Linked DNA regions of Mus musculus: region 2 is linked to region 1. The links are chromatin contacts, called in public Hi-C maps. All regions are on one chromosome and are shown on one strand. Each heading gives the region's core, a stretch centred on a gene start, on an enhancer-like site or on the middle of the called end of the contact. The rest is flanking DNA. Distances are from core to core; before and after follow the strand shown. Region 1 overlaps Snx29 (sorting nexin 29). Region 2 overlaps Snx29 (sorting nexin 29).

Region 1 (4,271 bases), core at 1,359-3,858:
AGGCCGGAGCTGTAAGGGAGGAAAGGTGAGAGAAGAGACCAAGGCAGATTGCTGATCAAGGCCCCAGTGTTTCCTAAGAGTCTGTGCTTAAAGGGGGGGGGGCATCCCCTGCCATGCCAGGCTTCTTGATGCTTTGTTGCTAAGTTGTTAACACTAGTCTGTCAGAGCTGTTAGCATTAGGTGCCAATTCCACAGGTTGCCAGCTATCTCAGAAGTATCTCAGGAAGACAGGTTCAGCCTCTCGGTGGGTAGCAGCTTCTTGGAGAAGAGCAGTGCAGGTGACAGAACAATAGAGCCATCATGGTCCGAAGACTCCACCCTAGGTGGTCTCATTCACAGTTCCAGCAAGGTCTGAATCAGTCTGCTCACGGCTGGGGAGGCTACAATTCCTCCCTAAATATATAATAAAAATTAGCTGGATTGGGGCATAAAATTTATTTATGCTCCATGGACCTGCCTGGGAATTATGGTGGCTGTCGGCCGTGCCTGGCTTGGGACTAGGTTTTCTATGAATTATTCTTATCAGTCAAGGAGGTATTGCAGCTTCCTTGTGTTTACTTTGCACAAACATGACTTTATGGTGCTATTATGAATAAACCACGGCCTCTGGGCACCTCTGTCTTAGATTAATATAGTTCAGAAACCTTAGTTGCCTGTCTTTGGCTAACCAGCCCTCATAGCACCCCTTATTCCCAATCAGACCAAAGCCACAATATATATTCAATACATTTCTTCATGTGGTCTGTGAATTGTATCTTGGGTATTCCAAAGCTTTTGGGCAAATATCCATTTATCAGTGAGTGCATACCATATGTATTCTTTTGTGACTGGGTTACCTCACTCAGGATGATACTTTCTCGTTCCATCCATTTGCCTAAGAATTTCATGAAGTTATTGTTTTTTGTTTGTTTTTGTTTTTTTAAAAAGATTTATTTATTATATATAAGTACACTGTAGCTGTCTTTAAACACACCAGAAGAGGGCGTCAGATCTCATTACGGATGGTTGTGAGCCACCATATGGTTGCTGGGATTTTAAGTCAGGACCTTTGGTCTCTTCTCTCACCTTTCCTCCCTTACAGCTCCGGCCTCCCACTGAGGAACCCAGTTCGTGCGGCCGCAGGCGGATACAAAACCCAAAGGTCCAGTGGTCTAAATGTAAATGTGCCACAAGTCAGTGCTCTTACCTGCTGAGCCATCTCTACAGCCTGAAGTCATTGTTTTTAATAGCTGAGTAGTACTCCATTGTGTAAATGTACCACATTTTCTGTATCCATTCCTCTGTTGAGGGACATCTGGGTTCTTCCCAACTTCTGGCTATTATAAATAAGGCTGCTATGAACATAGTGGAGCATGTGTCCTTGTTACATGTTGGGACCTCAGGTAGTACTATGTCCAATTTACTAAGGAACCACCAGACTGATTTCCAGAGTGGTTGTACAAGCTTGCAATCCCACCAGCAATGGAGGAGTGTTCCTCTTTCTCCACATCCTTACCAGCATCTGCTGAGGCTTTTTTTTTTTTTTTTTGGAGACAGGGTTTCTCTGTATAGCCCTGGCTGTCCTGGAACTCACTCTGTAGACCGAGCTGGCCTCGAACTCAGAAATCCGCCTGTTTCTGCCTCCTGAGTGCTGGGATTAAAGGCGTGTGCTACCATGTTTGGTCTGAGTTTTTGATCTTAGCCATTTTGACTGGTGTGAGGTGGAATCTCAGGGTTGTTTTGATTTGCATTTCCCTGATGACTAAGGATGTTGAACATTTCTTTAGGTGCTTCTCAGCCATCCGGTATTCCTCAGTTGAGGATTCTTTGTTTAGCTCTGTACCCCATTTTTAAATAGGGTTATTTGGTTCCCTGGGGTCTAACTTCTTGAGTTCTTTGTGTATATTGGATATTAGCCCTCCATCAGATGTAGGACTGGTAAAGATCTTTTCCCAATCTGTTGGTTGCTGTTTTGTCCTATTGACAGTGTCCTTTGCCTTGCAGGAGTTTTGCAATTTTATGAGGTCCTATTTGTTAATTCTTGATCTTAGAGCATAAGCCATTGGTGCTTTGTCCAGGAAAATTTCTCCTGTGCCCATGTGTTTAAGGCTCTTCCCCCACTTTCTCTTCCATTAGTTTCAGTGTAACATCTGATTTTTTATTTGAATGCTCTTGGACCATGTATAATGAGTCTGCTATTTGAATGAAATACTAGCTGTTGAATTAAAAACATGGTGAAGAAATGGTTAATTTGGGGTTATTGTTTCAAAAGTTTCATTAAATTCGGTTGGTTGACTGTAGTTTTTGGGCCAGGTACAGTGCTGGAGTGGGAGCTTGAAGTGCAGGAAGCTGCTCACCTGTAGGTGAGAATCTGGGGAACAAGGAGAGAGCAAGGAAGAAAGGCATTAGGGCGCCAGGATCCCTTCAAGGCATGTGCCTTGGTTACTAAACTTGTGTCATCTAGACTTTACCTCCCAGAGGGTCCAGAACCTACCAGCAGTTGCACTCTGGACCAAGCCATCAACACTTAAGACTTTGGGGTGAATTAAGGTCCAAACCATAACAGGGTACATATGTCAACATTGCAAATTTCTCCCAGAGGAAGTCCTTTAGAGGACCAAGGGCAGGGGCCTCCTCCATCTGACTACCCTCTGTGGTCAGCAAGGGCCTTCACTTCCTTCTGTGACTCTGACCTACTTCTCATTGAGCCTCAGTCTGTTTTTCTGAAAAGTGGAAACAGCCCCAGTCTTTGAGGATTGTTCAGAAGACTGACTGAGACAATGTCTGTTGGTTACTCTGACCCACTGTAGGAACTTATAAATATAGGTAACAGCTCTCACCTCAACTATGAGCTGTATCAAGCCCTCCTCTTCTGAGACCCTGCTTCTGTGCTTCCCAAACTTGGCTGTACATTGGCCTCTGATGAGAAGCATTAAACAACAACAACAACAACAACAACAACAACAAAGCAACAGTGATGGCCCCTGGTCAGAGCTCTGCAGAGCAGAGGAATGTGCGACCTGCCAGACTGGAGAACTTCTACCCAATCCGTCAGAGTGTGCCACTTTCTGCTCTGCCTTTCTGTGCTGTCCCAGGGCTGGAGGAGTGACGTCTGAGGGGAGGGGCTCTCCTTTCCTGCCCCTGGGTGCTATCCTAGGGAAGCTGCCCTGCTAAAAAAGAAAAACAAATTATGCCATCTCCCTTTATAAGTAGCCTCACAATACTGTTGTTTCTATTGTCTCTAAGCATCCTTAAAGTATCCTGGTTTTAGTCTACTAAATACTTCTATAAAGCTGAACTGCCTATTTTTTTTTTTTAAACTTTAGGTAGTAAAGTAGAAGACTTTTTTTCTTAAAAGAAAAATATCTTATTTAATTTTCTTAATTTATATAAGTATTTCTTGATTTTTTTTATACAGAGACTAGACTCTCTCTCTCTGTGTGTGTGTGTGTGTGTGTGTAATGAATAAAATACATATGTGTAAAATATTAAGTGGCAGAAATGCCCCTAAGCCTGGGTTTCTGCTTCTATTGGTTTCCAGTACCTAGGTGCTGTCTTCTCTAGCCTTTTCTGAGTTGGACAGGACAGGACATTAGGTCTCCGTGTGGTTCACAGTATTCCTGGGGGAGTTGCCCCAGGTTGCTAAGTTGCGCTATTCTGTCTTCTTGAAGTTTTGCTGCTTCTGTGTCTGACATAGGCCCCTCCCAGCTCTGTATGTTTGATGGCCGTGGTGCAGAAAGGCCAGGCGCATATGTTCCTATTACTTTGATATTGCTGAGTTGGTGAGGGGCCGGGAACTCCAGCTTTGGAGCAGGGAGTTTTACAGTGGTGGTCCGCAACCTGGTCATCCAAAAGCCTGCATGTTAAGACCATTGGCTAACAGCAGCTCAGGCTCAGCTCTGTGGGAAGAGCAGGTTCCAGCTGCTCGGAGCCATCAGAAATGGGGGTAGCCTGACTTCAGCCCACTGAGGACAGTGGGTCTTTCTCTGTGCCCACATCCCTCTAAGGACCTCATACTTGTCTGTCTTTTCCCAGGTGGCCCTGTCTTACACAGAATTTGAGGGAACTGTCCTGGTGATTAGAGAGATGAAAACCAAGCCTGAGTACAAACTCAGGCTGGAGAGTAGTTGGGAATAGAGCGGTTAAGGAAAGGGAGCAATGACTATCTGGGAAACAGGCTGCCTGGTGCAGAAAAGGACAGGGATTTTATTGAATTCTTAGTGAATTGTCAGGCTGTGATGATTGTGTGTGTGTGTGTGTGTGTGTGTGTGTGTGTGTGTGTGTGTGTGTGT
Region 2 (4,366 bases), core at 1,750-4,249, 200 kb after region 1:
CTACTTTTAGTTCTGTGACCGTGGGATCTGTTTGTGACTTACATTCCTTTTCTGAGATTCTCCAAGTCCTCAGAAGTTGCTTCTAGTTTGGAAATACTTATCTGAGAATCAGTAAGTTCATGTAGCCAAGGTAAGGTATAAGCTGTGTATCTGATTGGTTTTGTGTAAGAATACGCTCTATAAAAATTCCAAGTGAGACAGAAAGCTTATGTTCAAAGATTACCCTTGTAACAATGCACAGCATAGCTTGATGGTGAAATTATTCCAATCAAGTTTTCTCTCTTCATTTCCATTGGCTCCTCACCCTGCCATTCCCCAGTGAAGACCGAGCTTTGCCTGATACAGACCACTGCTGTGGCTGCAAAAGGGAGCCAGGGTTTGTCCGCTCACAGTGAACATACTGGAGCCCTGTGTGACTTTATGTTGGAAGCATTTATGGAAAATTGTTGCAGCTCTCTGACTCCCACTGCACCCTAGGAAATGGCAGTGACACCTGTCCGGGGCTTGCGTTCATGGGAGCGTATTAGCAAGTCCATCAGCAGGGGTGCAGCAGCTGTGGACTCCGTGCATGTGGACAGTCTACAGGCATTATTGGGAGATTTGTGTGTGCTTCACGTGAGAGTAGCTTAAGCTTTTGTGAAGAATAAGGCAAGTGGGGAAATTACTTTCCATAAGCAGAGAAATGCTGAGAGACTTGCTGACTTCTCACCCCTGCTTTGCTCACTGCATTGTGTGAAGGCATCCTTGGTGCCATTTGCACTTTGTATGTCATATCTGCGGTGAGGTTGGCATGTTGGGGACATTGGATCCACAGAGCAAGCAGATGGAAGCATCAGGTGAGCAGAATGTGTTCTCTCCTCTGTGTACAGACATGTCAAAGAGTAACTAAATACTAAAAAGCACATCGCGGAAGTGTTTCCTTCTGCACATTTGTCTTTGTAATAAAAAAGGGCATCTCCCTTTTCCTCCTTGATGTGAGATTCACGTCCTCACTTCAGTGCACCCAGGCCTTATGTTCCTCCTCTAACAGTATGCGTATTTTATGTATCATGTTAAATACCTGTGACAAATAGCCTGGCATCATTATGTATATCCTAACATGTAGTAAATGCTGTGTGAGTCCACGTTTGGGAGGAGTCTGCTAGGAGGCAGCAGTCTGGCCAAGTGAGGCTGCTTGCCCAGGGGTCTTCCTGAAGCGTTCAGGGACAGCATTTCAGAACACCCTCTCATGGTTCACTGAATTGCATACTTGAGTGGCCTTGCATTGGCTACAAACGACTTTATAGCACTTCTATCTTTGCTTCTTTGGGAACCAGCCAAATATGTTGAATAATTGAGTTTGGAAGCTTCTATGGCTCAAGCTTGACCAGCTGCATGTGGGGTTGGTGTAGTTTTAGAGCACCCAGCCAGGGCTCTAATCTTCCCTCCAGGAACCAATTACACGGCCTGGAACAGGCTCTCGAAGCTCCTGAGTTCAGAGCTGCTTGTGGAAGGTGGGATCAATCCATCTGCCCCTCAAAGCTGTCATAAGAAGCTGACTAAGAACATGGGAAAGATGTTATTGTGCTGCAGACAGAGTCAATGGTGACGAGCGGTGGCGCCGCTGAGGAGTGTGCAGCCACAGTTAGGAAGGAGCTCATTTCTGTTTTCTCACTTGAACCCAGGGACTTCGTGAATGGAGCTGCATTTATTCCCATTGCACCACTAGCTGGGACATCATCATCACCATTGGTTAATTTATTTTTGCACTGCTAAGTATTGAACTCAGGGTCTTGTACATGGCAGGCAGTCACGCTACCACTTATCTATATGCACCCCCAGCCCCAGCAGGAACTTTATCAACAAACATAACTTAGACAACCCTTGGACAAGTGTTGTTAAGGGTTGAAATGGTCTAACCATAAACTGCCAGACTCATTCAACTCAAGGTTGCATGCCACTGCTGGGTGCACAGTGCCATGGTCTCTGGCAGGAGGGAGACTGCCAGGAGCAGGGGCTCAGCATGGGCAGGGCCACTCCTGAGGCTGATGATGTCCTGCTTGCCTTTCCAGGTGGCTGAGATGCATGGGGAGCTGATTGAGTTCAACGAGCGTCTACACAGGGCCCTGGTGGCCAAGGAAGCCCTGGTGTCCCAAATGAGGCAGGAGCTGATTGACCTCCGAGGACCGGTGAGTGCTCCCCACCAGGAAGCAGGTCTGAGCCCTGCCACTTCACTCTGCTCTCCCTGAGGCTCCACCAGGCTTCTGCTACCCGAGTTAGTTCATTTCTGCCGGTGTCAGTGACCGAGGAAGGTACAGGAAGTAGACAAGCACACACCCTTGTTGCACCTGCAGACTGTATCATTAGAGAGTCATGCAGTTGTATGTGCTTGTCATACAGGCGCATTCCATGTTCCTTCCACAGTGCTGTGCTCTCAACTGACTTAGACCTTCCACTGTGTGTCTGTGCTCTGCTGTGTGGACAGATTTCTGCAGCCAGGAAACAGGCTTCGCTTTGTGTTCTTGTACCCATGCGGTCTGCTGGGATGGAGCTTTTCATTGCTCATTTTTGATTGTTTTTGTTAGGTAGATTGGTTTGAGGAGCATCTGTGTAGGACGAGTCACAGGCAATTGTTTGTTGTTGTAGGGCTGACCTGTGAATTCTGGGATCCCTGCCTTTTTTTTTTTTTTTTTTTTTAACTAGAGGAGTACTAATTGCATCTCCCCAGACACCCCTGGTTAAGAACTGCTTGATGCTTTCCTTGGCTCAGTCATTCTGTATCTGATGAGACAACCTGTGATCAGTCATGTCCTTTAGACGTTTACTTTCATCCCAACTTGGAACATTTCAAGCTGTGATGCTGTCAGGTTGGATGCTGGTCCTTCCATGCATGCCCACCATAGCTTCATCTTCATTAAACACTTCCTATGCAAAACAGCAAGTTCCAAAGGTTGGCAGGGAAGCAGTGAGCATGCTCAGGTCTCCATTGCCAAGCTTGGCTCTCACCAGCTGCCGTCAGTTCTATTTCAACATACCACTTCCTGTTTCCCCCTTCCATATTATCTGAGTCAAACACTAAGTAAGTAATATTTTATCTCTGCATCCTACTGTATATGTCGAAAATAAGAAAATGCTCTTCTATCTTGTTTTGCAGTATCTGGTGGATGTCCCTGGGAGGCCTGCCCTTTTCTGAGGGGAGGGCAGAGGTGGGATGGGCCTGGGGCACAGGGGAGGTACAGGGGAGAGATTTGGGGAGGTGATGGAGGGGAAACTGCAGTTGGGATATAATATACAAGAGACAAATTTAAACAAAAGGGAAAACCTTTTAGAAATAAGAAACTGTAAATGCCATGCCACCCCACCTCTTATGTCCTAAATCCTTTACAGCAGCAAGAAGCAGTATTCAAATGTCCAACTGTCTCATTTTTAATAACTTCCTAAAATCCGGGATCCACATGAGGCTCACATGTTATAATTTCATTGATTGCCTCTTAGGTTTTTTCCTCACAATTTAAAAATGGATGTAAAAGTACCTACCTCATTCCAACCATTTTAGCAGACAGCTCAGCAGTGTATTTTCCTGTGTTGTGCAGCCGTCCCCACCATGGTGCCATGCTTCTCTGGAGACTGACTGACTCTCCACCTGCAACAAAACCCTACTCCTTTCTTCTTCCCTCAGCCTTTGCTGTCCACCATCCTGCCTTTGGGAATCTGGCTTTTTTCTTACATTTTGTCTGTTGGGTCCTCCCTCCTCTCTCTCTCTCTCTCTCCCTTGCAGTTGATATACAACACTGGGTTGTTCCCATCCTGGAGTTTTATACTGGCTTCCCTGATGACATCACTGAATGGTGCTGCGGCTCACCCCTCCCGTTTTCATTTTCCTTAAGCGGATACTTGAGCCTAGATGTGTAAGATTGGTTTCGTGTCACTGATGGTGTGATTCTGGTTGGACTGTTTCCTGTCAGCTCTCCTGCAAACTCTGCTGTCTCTTTATTCATCCATCTCTTGTTACTCCCTAGGCCGGTTATTCTGTGTCTCCATCAGGTTAGTGGTTCCTCTTCTTGATGCTTCTGTAGTGCTGTGAATAAGAAGGACAGTGAGTCTCCCATGAATAGAGTTCCAGCTTTCAGGGATGGCTGAAGAGGGGACCATGGGCAGACAGGAAGTGAGCAGTGGCCCATTTCTTAGAATACCCTCAGTTTGAACTTAGGTAGTGTTCTTGTGTGTCCTTTATGCTGAAAGAGTAGATGACTAGGGTCACTGTGGACACTGTTACAGAGAGCTACTTTCACGCTCATTCTTGTTGTGAAGGATGAAGACTGTACAGATTGTAACTGCTGATCTGAGGAGCTGGCAGTAACTGATTGCCTGTCACTTACTGCCTCTC

What was found. Hi-C and Micro-C count contacts between places; a contact is called where the count stands out from the background.
Region 2: a contact with region 1 is called in a Hi-C map of bone marrow-derived macrophages, with 2.5 times the contacts expected there. The contact joins two enhancer-like sites. A contact is called at or near these places in 3 of 484 Hi-C or Micro-C datasets (the 63-12 cell line, bone marrow-derived macrophages and reprogramming fibroblasts) and 2 of 9 other capture datasets (adipose tissue and liver).

What each region holds. Positions count from the first base shown.
Region 1 is chr16:11,431,358-11,435,628 of GRCm38.p6, forward strand. All of the region lies in intron 11 of Snx29 (sorting nexin 29), which reads left to right. Among named protein-coding and RNA genes, the nearest start is that of Snx29, 110 kb to the left of the region's middle. Within about 2 kb of position 2,609, at least 25 of the 459 cell types and tissues checked have an H3K27ac peak or open chromatin away from gene starts, as enhancers often do. A contact at or near this core is called in bone marrow-derived macrophages, where this site is marked.
Region 2 is chr16:11,629,407-11,633,772 of GRCm38.p6, forward strand. Snx29 (sorting nexin 29) reads left to right here. Exons shown (of 21, transcript NM_028964.4): 16 at 2,052-2,168. Among named protein-coding and RNA genes, the nearest start is that of Gm32100, 48 kb to the left of the region's middle. Within about 2 kb of position 3,000, at least 31 of the 459 cell types and tissues checked have an H3K27ac peak or open chromatin away from gene starts, as enhancers often do. A contact at or near this core is called in bone marrow-derived macrophages, where this site is marked.